Linked DNA regions of Canis lupus: region 2 is linked to region 1. A link is a contact called in public Hi-C data. All regions are on one chromosome and are shown on one strand. The core of a region is the stretch at or near the end of the contact, and the rest is flanking DNA. Distances in the headings are between cores, read along the strand shown. Region 1 holds the start of N4BP1 (NEDD4-binding protein 1). Region 2 overlaps N4BP1 (NEDD4-binding protein 1).

Region 1 (5,448 bases), core at 2,007-4,506:
AAGAGCAATCCTTCCTCTCCTGTATTACTGTAACACCTTGTACATATTTCAATGGGTAACATGTATCATACTGTACTATTTGTTTCCAAGTCTGTCTCCCCTACTAAGCTATGGATTACCTGAAGTCCAGAGGCAACTGTCAGTGCACTTCCTGACACATAAATTTTCTTTAAATGTTGGCCACCTGGCTCTGCCAACAGGTCGAAACAATATATCTACCATCCTCCCTGACACCAAGGCTTAAAGCCTTTCCCTCAATCCCTACATCCACTCAGCCACCAGATCTCAGTGAAAACTGTCACCCCCCCCCATGTCCAGCTTGGAACATGTCTTTTCCACAGCTGGGTCTTCCTGCCTCCAAGTAAAGGGAAGGCAAGTCCTTCTTCTCTCAAAATTCCTCACTGACTCCTTAATGAATAAGGCCCAAAGGCTTAACCTGGCATTTGGGTCCACTGAGGCTCCGACACTTCTACCAAGATGCTGTGTTTTGGACCTCAAGCTTTTGCTCACAACTACCTCCTGGGAATCTTACAGGCTCTTCAAAGCTCAGCCCAAGTGCTGCTTCCCCCAACACATTTCCTCTTTGACGTAGGGTCCACATTTACAGAATGTGTGCCTTTTTAAAACCTCCCAGGACATTATCATTTTCTTTACCTTTCTCTCTAGCCAATGGAGCCCTAACTAACTAAACCCCCACATTCTCTTCTACTCTAACATTAGCTAAATGCAGTGATTTAACATTTTAAAAGCAGGAAACAAAGTAAACCACCTGCAAGGACCCAGAAAAGTTGCTGGCATCTTATCTGAGCCTACTAGCTAGCTACCTAAAAAAATTCTTACTTACTCTAAATCTTCCTTCCCCCAAACCTTCTCCTCCTCCACAACTTAAAATATTGTAGATGTTGAAGTTTGCTTTCCTGTTCTTAATTTCTAAGTTAATGGTTTTCTCTTCCTCAAAAGAATGTAAAACAAACTCCAAAGCCAATTAAAACTACGGTATTCAGTGCTTACCCATGAATCTCAAGGGAAAAGAAAAAGGATTTCTTACAAATGGGAGGACTGGATGATGAGTAACACACATCACAAAGATATCCGAGACACTGTATATCACCAGGGCAAGTGACACCTACTACCAAGATACTGTAAGGCACACCTTTTCCAAATAGTTTACACTCAACTACGTGGCAGGACAAGCAGGAGAAAAGGAGTTGGGAGGGTCTGGCAGAGCGTGCCAAGTTTTTCTGTAGAGCACTTTCCACACTTGGGAGGAGTCTTGAGTAAAGCTGAACTGGGAGCAGGTGAAGCACACAGTAAAAGCAGTGACTAGTCAGTCGGTAGAGGTTTAAGCTTGAGAGCTGCTACCACACAGAACTGGTAAAATAAGGTGGGACTAGATTAGGTTAATGTTCTGTAAATCTCCAGAGGAGGAGTTTAGAGTGAATGAGACAGGCAACAGGAGGTCCTAGTAGGTCCCAAGGCAGGAAAAAGATTTTCTGTGGGAGGATCAGTTTAATGCAAGTTATACCAGAGGGAGGGAGAACGGGAGGGAGGAAGGAATGGAGTGAGGGCAGTGAACTAAGGGAGGGGCACATACCAAGGATGAAGGTCTCAATTGCAGCAGAGGCAACGAAAAAGAGAAGAATGAGCGAATGAGTGCATCTAAGAGATTTTCAGAAATATTAACAGAGCTTAGTCACGGGCCAACCTTTTAGCTCTGGGGAAGAAAGTCAGTCGCTGGGGAAAAAAGAATGAGGGGCCTGGGAAGAAGTTAAAAATTAAGTTAGGGGGTGCCTGGCTGGCTCAGTCCACAAGCATGTGACTCCTGATCTGAGAGTCATGAGTTCAAGCCCCACGCTGGATGCATAGGGCTACTTTAGAAAATTAAAACACTTTACAAAAATGAAAAGTCGGGGAACAAATTAAGCACAGGAAAGCAAATGTGATTCAACATCTACAATGTTTTGAGTTACGCTGCGGAGAAGAATCACAGGTAACTGCCCTATCTCTTCCAAAGATACTAAAACAAGCACCCAGGCTCTTTTTTTTCTTTTTTTTTAAGTCTAAGATACTCAGGAATCACAGAACATCCAATTCTCCAAGGACACTGTTGAAATTTCTGAAGTAGGATGCCACAAAAAGGACCATTTTCTTCCCAGCCAGAGGGTTCATCATTTGGGAAGACAGGTATCAAGAACAAGGGCCCTAAGTCTGAGTCTTGGCTCCCCCACGGACTAGACAGGAAAACCTGGAGAAACCTGGAAGGGAGGAGAAGGGGGGGGGAGGAGAGAGATGCTTTGTTACTGTGTCTTGGTTCGGGGAAGAAGGGGAGTAGTTGAAGGTGTTGCGTAGGTTTAAGGCTGAAATGCTGATTTTGAGAGGTGAGTCACCACTTGCAGAGTTTCAGTTTCCCCAGCTGTTTAATTTAGAGAGAGGAAAAATAATAAAAATGCACCGCCCCGGATTTTTTTTTTTTAAGACCTGCGTTAGATAACCCTCGTGTAGGGTTTAGCATAACGCCTGACGCTCTGTGACCAACAACATCAACACAAAGAATAACGCTCTTTTTCCAACACTGTTGTTAAACATCCCCATCTCTTCTGGATGATGGTACGCTGTGCATTTCACTACTAGGATGGATGGTCGGCCTTTTTTTTTTTTTTTTTTTTTTTGTCGGATTGTCAAAGGGGCCCGAAATCCCAGAAGGGCTCAGAAGCCCCGTGGGTCCCGGAGGCCCGGGGAGAGAAAGGGGGCCGAGGCGGCTGCAGGCCGCGAGCGCGCAGGCCCTGCGCAACACCCCGCGGGCCGGCCCCGGGCTCTGCGCTCCGCGCTCCGCGCTCAACAGCACCCACCGCGGTCGCCGCGACGCCCTCCGACCGACGCGCTTGCGTCAGCGCCGCTTCGCAAACGGGGAAACTGAGGCGCCCGGGGGCTGAGCCGCCAGCCCAAGGTCGCACGGCTCGAGGGCGGGCACGCAGGTCGGCGGGCTCCGGAGATGCGCTCGCAGCCGCGGCGCCTCGCTGCGTCCCCGCACGGAGGGCAGGCGGGCGGCGGGACTCACCTTGGCGCTGTGCACCGCCTCCTGCGCCCCGCGGAGCTGCAGCCAGATGCGCGCGGGCAGCGGCTCCTCGGCCCCGAGCGCGCCGAGCACCGCCAGGCTCACGCCGAACAGGCCCTCGATGCGGCCGCGGCTCCGCTCCAGCAGCGCCGCCTTCTCCGCGGGCGCGGTGAACTCGTCCAGCACCGCCCGGGCCGCCATGGCGGGCGCGGCCTCCCGCGGCGGCGCCGGGGGCCGGCGGCGGCGACGCCCCCTCAGCGTGCCGCCGCTGCACCCGAGCCCGTCCGGCGGCGTCGGCCCTCGCGGCCGCCTAGCCTCGCCCCCGCCCGCGCCCGCGCCCGCGCCCCGCCGCCCGCCCGCAGGCCCAGCTACACCATCCCGGCTCGGCCGCCGCGGCTTGGCAACTGCGGGCGGAGAACCCCTCCGCCCCTTCGCCGCCGCCGCCGCCGCCGCCGCCGCCGCCGCCGCGGGCCGGGCCCCGCCGCCGCGCATGCGCCCAGCCCGCCGCCGTCATTGATGCTCGCCGCCCCCCAGGGAAAGGCGGAGGGCGGGGGCGACGGAACTCGACGTCACGCGCAGTGGCCATGTTGGTTGAGGGCAAGGCGACGGCTCCGGAGAGGGGCCTGGGCGGCCTTCTTGGGTGAGGGCACAACCCTTTTGGGTGACTTGATGGATGGTGAATCTGTGGTTTTACAGATGGGGGATTTGAGGCTATGACCCAGTTGACGGGACTGACCCAGGGTCACAAGGGATTTGGGTTTGTCTTCAGACATCTTGAAGCCCAAACTAGCGCTCTAGCAATTGAGCTTTCCCGCTTCTCAGTAATTGATAGGCAGATGGTACCCCTCCTTCCCACCCTCCCTCTGCCCGCCCGCCTGCCTGCCTGCCTTCTTCCTTCTCCTTCCTTCCTTCCTTCCTTCCTTCCTTCCTTCCTTCCTCCTTCCTTCCTCCTTCCTCCTTCCTTCCTTCCTTCCTTCCTTCCTTCAACAGGAAAGAGGCAGGAAGTAATGCAGGAGGAGGGAGGACTTTTGCGGAATTAGGAATAAGGAGGAAGTATGGAGGTCAATCCTTCTTCCTGAGGAGAAGTTGGCATCATCCAGGGTCCTTACGTAATTACTACTCCTTCCTTCCTTCCTTACGCTCCTTCCGTATTCTTCCTCTGCCTCATTAAGTTGACTGCCTTACCTTCACTTCTCCTTCCTCCTTCCTTCCTTCCTTCTTCCTCCTTCCTTCCTTCCTTCTTCTTTCCTCCTTCCTTCCTTCCTTCTCTTCCTGCCACCCTTTCTGCATCCCTTCCAGCTTCTCAGATGATCTTCCTTCCTTACTCCCCCTCTTCCTCCCTTCCCCCTCCCTCCTTCCTTCCTCCCTCCCTACTTTCCCCTCCCTCCTTCCCTTCATTCCTTCCACCCTTTCTCCTGACCTTCCAGCTTCTCAGTAATTGATAGGTAGATGACCTTCCTTCCTTCCTCCCTCCCTCCCTCCCTCTCTCCATCCCTCTCACCCTCCCTTTCTTTCTCTCTCCCTACCCATCTTCTTCCTTTCTGTTCTGTTCCTTCTTTTTCTTTCTTGTTGTTCTTTGAATAAAAATGGTAACAAGAGGAGAAGAAAATGGGAATAATAAGTATGGGGAATTGAGGAGGAAAGAAATGATTAAAAAAAATCAGGAGAGTGATTTCTTCTGGGAGGGAAGGATGGGTATGTGTTATAATAGAGGTGCAAAAAGTGGGAGATTAGGGGCGCATCCCTTTTACTGTGGGGCTTTAATAAATACACCCCAAGCCCTCCCCAGCTCTGTTTTCTCATCTATAAATCCATGGGGTGTTCTCAGTTATCTTTAAAGGCTTTTCCAGATCTTACATTCTCTGAGTCCATAAAAAGAGATTTTAGAAGATAAAATGTTGGTTTCCTTTCTCTGGGCTAAACGTTGTGGATGTAGCAGGTAGATAAGGATCATGAGAATATTACTTAACTTCTCTGTGTCTTAATTCCTCATCTGTGAAATGTGGGCAAAAATAGTACCTCCTGTTGTGAAAATAACTACAGTACCTGGACACAGTGAGTGATCACTAAGTATTAGCTATTACTCTTTGGTAGATTAGCAATGCATTTGAGGTTCTATTTTCATGGAAAAACTTTGTATGGATTATACAACCATGTTGAACTTGTGGGCCTGGAAGCCCCCTCCATCTGTGTAGATTTCCCCTTGAGGAGAAAGAAGGGGATCTAAAGATGTTACAGTTGGAAATGCCAAAAGTGAATGGTCTTGGTCAGAGGGATTACCCAGGTAAATCTTCTCAGGGATCCTGGCTGCTGGGGTTTTCCATTTGCCTTAGAAATTTAGGCAGGTGTGTTTCCCGGGTGCCCCAATGAGAGATGACTCAGCACAGGGAAGA
Region 2 (5,448 bases), core at 1,816-4,315, 37 kb before region 1:
AATGATCTCAACCATGATCTATACATTTTTCTAAAAAAGCTGCATCATCAATAGATCGTCATCAGATAATGCATGAGGACTAAAGTCAAGAATAAATTCATGTTGACAAGCCTGTGAAATCACTATTCAAGTTTTGGTTGCTAAGCTATAGTCCTCCGGTTCTCAATTAGCTGCTTCTAGAGTCAGCCTTGCATTTCTTAAACAAAACAGAACAAAACACCTATACTTCTCAGACTTGAGATGTCTGCAACTGTCATTCTGTTTAGCCCAAGTTATAGATTCACTCAAATGCCATTTATGAGAAGCTGCACTGGTGATAAGAAAGGGTAAGAACTCAATATTGAGAATTCTATTTCCTTGCTGGAGATTATTCATGCTCAAACCCTCTTAATGAGAGGTTTGTGAGGATAATGTTGAGTTTTATCCCTTAAGGTGACCGCATTTGGCTAAGGCAATGGAGACAAGACAATGAAACAGTACATTAAGAGATCCCTAGTAGAATCAAAGCTACAAAACAACTACTTTTATTAGTGATAGTGAATACTTAAAAGGAACTAAAAAGCCATTAGTTTCAGAGGTTTTAGGACACCTTGGAAAGTATGAATTAACATTCTGAATTTATTAATGAATATTTTATAAACTATTTCTAGCTGGCATGAATTGTAAATGGGTGATGTTTGCCCAGAGGTAGTAACAAAAATAGTAATGCTTCTGAGTGCAAGTACTATGAATCAAGACATAGATCCATGTTCACTAAAAACTCAGAGTCATATAAATTAAGCACAAACTTTAGTCTGTATACCTGCACAGGCCTTCAAATTCTGCAGGTGTACAGCTATGGTGTTAGCGATCTGAAGGTTCCTCGTGAGCCCAACAGCCCAGCTGCCCCTCTACCCAAGCATGAAAGGGTCTGAGCCCAGCATCATGGAGCTGGAGCCGGACATGGTCTCCTAGAACTTCCTCAACCCTGCCTCACCCCAACGCTGTTCTCCTTCCACTTTTGCTCACACTATCTTTCCTGTCACTTCTGATTCTATCTGACTTGGTCTCTCATCCCAGCCTGGAAAAGGGCAAAGGGCTGTCAATGGAGAAAGCCCTCTGGACCTTTTGCTGAATGAACATCTGCTGTCATCCCAAGTCATGCTCCCCCCTCCCATCCCCACTCAGCCCCTTTTCACCTTTAACCCATTTGACTATCACAAGCCAAACACGGTCTTCAATGTGGGGGGGACCATTTTGGTGGAATACTGAGGCAAAACCACCGGGGCATTCTAAGTGTTTCAGGCCAGAATACCATAAAGGGGGGCAATGTAGAAGAAACACCAAGAGGCTACTACACTACTACTGACTTCACTCCGAAGTGGGTTTGAAAAATTGGCTGTCGTGTCAATGGTCACATTTGGGACCTTCTCTCATTCAACCACCACAACACTCTCCTCTATTATTTATTTGTGTGCCTTCTTCTTTAGATCAGTAGAAACTGTATCTGAATCATGCGTGTTCCGGGTCTAGTTCTGGGCACTGCACTTCGTGCTCAGCAAAGCTTTTAGAAGAAAATGTAAAAGGTGCAGATTAAAGCTTATTGTCTCCAATGCACTAACACTTGCTTTCTGAGTGACACTCCAACCTCAGAAATGCAGCTTACTCTGATCATGCTTTGGGTCAGCTGACACCATCTTTCATTACATGGAAGAAATACTGAGGGCTTAGGTATGACAATGACAAACTAAGTCTGGCCAAAATCAACCTAGAGAAGATAGATAATGTTTGAAAAGCATCCGTGAGGCTGCCACACTCAGACAAGACAAACTTTACTCAAACATCACTTTTAGTATGCATCAAAAAAGAGAACTCAATGTCCGCTTTTACTTATGGATTCTCGATCATGTTTTATTTAAGAAACAAATAACAAACAAACATTCTAACAGACTTTAGGTAATGTTCTTAAACCCAGAAAAAAAAAATTAAAAAAATAAAAGTAACTCACTGAGTATATAACCTTAATGTCCATAAATATTAAAATTCTCAAACCCCTTGATCTATTAAGTCCTTTATGCATGTGGGTCCAGGAGCATCACGAACTGGCCAGTGGAGCAGGCGGTAGGCTCCTCACCACCCCGCTCCCCACCACTTCAGGAAAGAAAACAGCCTGTCATACCTGTCGTCATGAGAAGCAATTCTTTCTCCAAAGACCATCCGGGCAGGAGTTAAAGATAATATTCCGAGCTCCTGTAGCTGGGTTAAGAAGTGCTGTTCTGTTTACAGAATAAGTTGAATACACATTCAGAAAAAGGCTATCTTCCCAGATGTTTAAATAAATGAAAGTATCCCCAAATGTTTCACTTGGAGAGTTATGAAAACCTTTTCCTTCCTAACTCAAAAAGACTCACTTTTACTAACACACTAGGAAGGAAAAAAAAATTAAGCAACACACACTAAGGCAAAAAGAATGTAAAAATTGACCTTAGCTGTTTTTTAAACTCATCTGTTCCTTAAATTAAGAGTAAACCATAAACCTGTATTTAATGAACCCTACCATCAATAGCTTTTTCACAGCAACATCACAAGCAGCAGGACAGGGACTGAAGACACAAGTCCCAGAGAGAAGGTGGGGATGGGACAGGAAACAGGACCGGAAGCAGAGGGAGTGCAGGGACAAGAGGCTCTGTCCCACCCCAAGAGTCTGTCAAAATATCCCTCTGGCTGGCACTGAATTCAACCTCTCTGTCATGTGCAGGAAGCTTTGCTGATTTTCATGGGAGTGGGTCATGACAAAGAAATGAGGGCCAAAGCCAAACTGTAGAAAACCAGTCAATGGGCAAAAAGCAGCTAAAAGCTCAGGGTGTGGTGGCCCTCACCCGCACCCCAGCAATGGTACTCACTGTTGGCTTAGACTGAAACAGTTTTATTGTCCTAGACATGCAGAGCACAGGAGGGCTCACAAGACCCTCTCATGGATCCTACTGCAAAAATTAGTGGCTCTGCCTCAGTCCTCAAGCACCCTCAGTTAAGACTGATCTGCTCCCCAAAATGAGGGAAGTTGGGATACTTGAGAAATGTGTGGTCTTACCATTTCCACCTCAACAGTGACTAAGTTTCACTTCCTGTTTAAATGCTGGGTGAGCTCTGTATTCACCCTTCCTCCTCCTAATCTACCTTTTGTGTCTAGGCTCACTGCCATGTTAAGCTGCCTGACATAGTCTCACCACTCTTCTGTGACCTGAGAAACAACCTAAGGTTTCTCTGGAATACTGCACGATTCACCAAGTTCAAAGCTCTCGTGTGTGGCCTGCAATCAACCATGGAGTACCACCACACGATTAAAAGACATAACTCATATTAAGCTATTAAACACACTGTTCAAAAAACACTGTATATGGGAGTTCCCAAATTTATCAAGTGACCATTTTAGAAAGGACTATTTAATGAGGCAAAAGCCCAGACTAACAAAGACAAATTTAACCTACTTTTTAGAAAGTCAGGAAAATTTTTGTGATGTATAATGAACTCTAACATAACTTTCCATATAAACAACTATGTTAACTTTCCATCCTTCCCCCAAGTACTTCTTAGGCTTTAACGCACTATTGTTCTACTGGGACCAACAGAGTACCATTTTACTTTTAAAGCTGTGACTCTAAGAAGAATGTGTTGCAATTATAAGCCAACTCATTAACATCTAGAAAGGGAGAAATTTGGAAGGATCAGTTTTTGCCTCACCTGTGACATTAGGATCACGCCTTGTTCTCCACTGTGGGACAAATACAGTGATATTTCTGTTGCCAAGCTTCCAAAAATATTCAACTGCAATTGCAATTCCACGACAAGAAAAGAACTTTTTCAGACCATGGCTATAAGAAAACAAAATTTATTTCAGCTTAAAGTATGTTAAGTTTCACCATGAAAAAGTGAAATGGTAAACTCCACATACAACAAAAACAATTGCAAATACTTTTACACTCTTTGGCATCAAGCTGCATAGTTTATGACTTTGCAAAGCCAGATGGAATCCTTTGCATGACATGTGATTAACAGCTTTATGATTTTTCTTGTATTTTGCTAATTTAATTGAATGTGCTATTGGTATAGAAGGCAGTTTTAGCTTCATGATAATACTTGTTTATTACATTTTTTATTTTGTTTTTTTTTTAGAGAGCCCATTCCAAAGAGTCCTGGCCTAGTCATTGGCCTCTAAGAATATTTTATACATTTTATTAAGAAACTTGTTGCTGAAGCAGAAGTAGACATGATGACTCTTCCATGATACGGGACTCACAACTTCTAAAGGCTACAGATGCCTCTGGCTCCAAGGTTCCATACACTTTCTAGGCAACTGTGAAACCTACTCAGTTTACCGCTTCTAGGGAGATAAGGAAGTTGAGGGCATGATTACAATGAAACTAACAGGGACAGTATAGAATGTAAGTCAGGATACGATTTTCTGGAGAGGGCCCTTGCAGGCCATCTGGTCTCTGCTGCATCACTCAAGTCCACCAACTGGAAATGAATGAGGGTGGCTGTGTTTCTTTATTTACAAAAACAGGTGGTGGCCAGATTTGGCCCACAGTTCGCAACCCCTGATACAGTGGATTACAAACTGGTCCCACCCAAAAATGTGGTAACAAATTTCAAAAGAAACAAACAAAAAAATCTTTAAATTGTATTCTCTAGCAGTTAATAAAAATGGAGATTTTTTTAAAAAGCTGGTTTTCAAAGTTTGAAATTTTGTAGGCAGTAATCCATTTACCTAATGGATATTAGAGAGAAAAAGAATCAAAACCCCAAACTATAAAGCTACAGTTTATAAAATGAGCATAATCTATCTTCACTATTTCCACAGTCACTTATACTCCAGTGACAGGAAATCCTGCACCTTCAGTCCTGTCTTCTCTTTATGTCTAGTGTCTCCACATCAAAACCACTTGGTGGAGAATTTCTTCACTTAAAAGTCCCACCAGCTCCTGCACGTGTCTCAAGTCAGCCCCACTAAACCCAATCCGTCCTCAAACCCCAGTTAGACCCCAAAACGCAGCCCTGATGCCTCTGATCCTGCTCAGAGTCTTCAATGGCACTATCCCTCTGGACAAACCCAGGGCAGTGCTTCAAGTTCCCCTCCACATCTGACTAGTCAGGAGGGATCCAGCCACACTCATTTCTGTCTGGGTGGGCTTACCACCTCCCTCTTCCTGGGCAGTGGGCTTTCGTTTCACTGCTTTGTAGACCTTCTCTTATACCTTCTTCCAGTGCCTTTGGGACTCAATTCCAGACCCTCTTCTATGAAGCCATCCCTAGAAACAGGCCTTCAATCATCCCTCCTTTTTCCTGTTTTGCTATCCTGTACTGTGCCCCAGAATGACAGAATTTAGGAGGAGACAGAACAGTTAGATTCCTGTTAGCTAAAAAAAAATGAAAGCCCCGAGAGGCAGAGCGACTTTCCCAGGAGTGCTG

What was found. Hi-C and Micro-C count contacts between places; a contact is called where the count stands out from the background.
Region 2: a Hi-C map of blood shows a contact between it and region 1, with 3 times the contacts expected there. The contact joins the enhancer-like site here to the promoter of N4BP1 in region 1. A contact is called at or near these places in 4 of 9 Hi-C or Micro-C datasets (amygdala, blood and liver).

Annotation. Positions count from the first base shown.
Region 1 is chr2:65,797,805-65,803,252 of UU_Cfam_GSD_1.0, reverse strand. N4BP1 (NEDD4-binding protein 1) reads right to left here and starts at 3,256. Exons shown (of 7, transcript XM_038531101.1): 1 at 3,059-3,256. The coding sequence starts at 3,256.
Region 2 is chr2:65,834,953-65,840,400 of UU_Cfam_GSD_1.0, reverse strand. N4BP1 (NEDD4-binding protein 1) reads right to left here. Exons shown (of 7, transcript XM_038531101.1): 3 at 3,721-3,851; 4 at 2,159-2,255. Among named protein-coding and RNA genes, the nearest start is that of N4BP1, 38 kb to the right of the region's middle. Within about 2 kb of position 3,065, at least 2 of the 20 cell types and tissues checked have an H3K27ac peak or open chromatin away from gene starts, as enhancers often do. A contact at or near this core is called in blood, where this site is marked.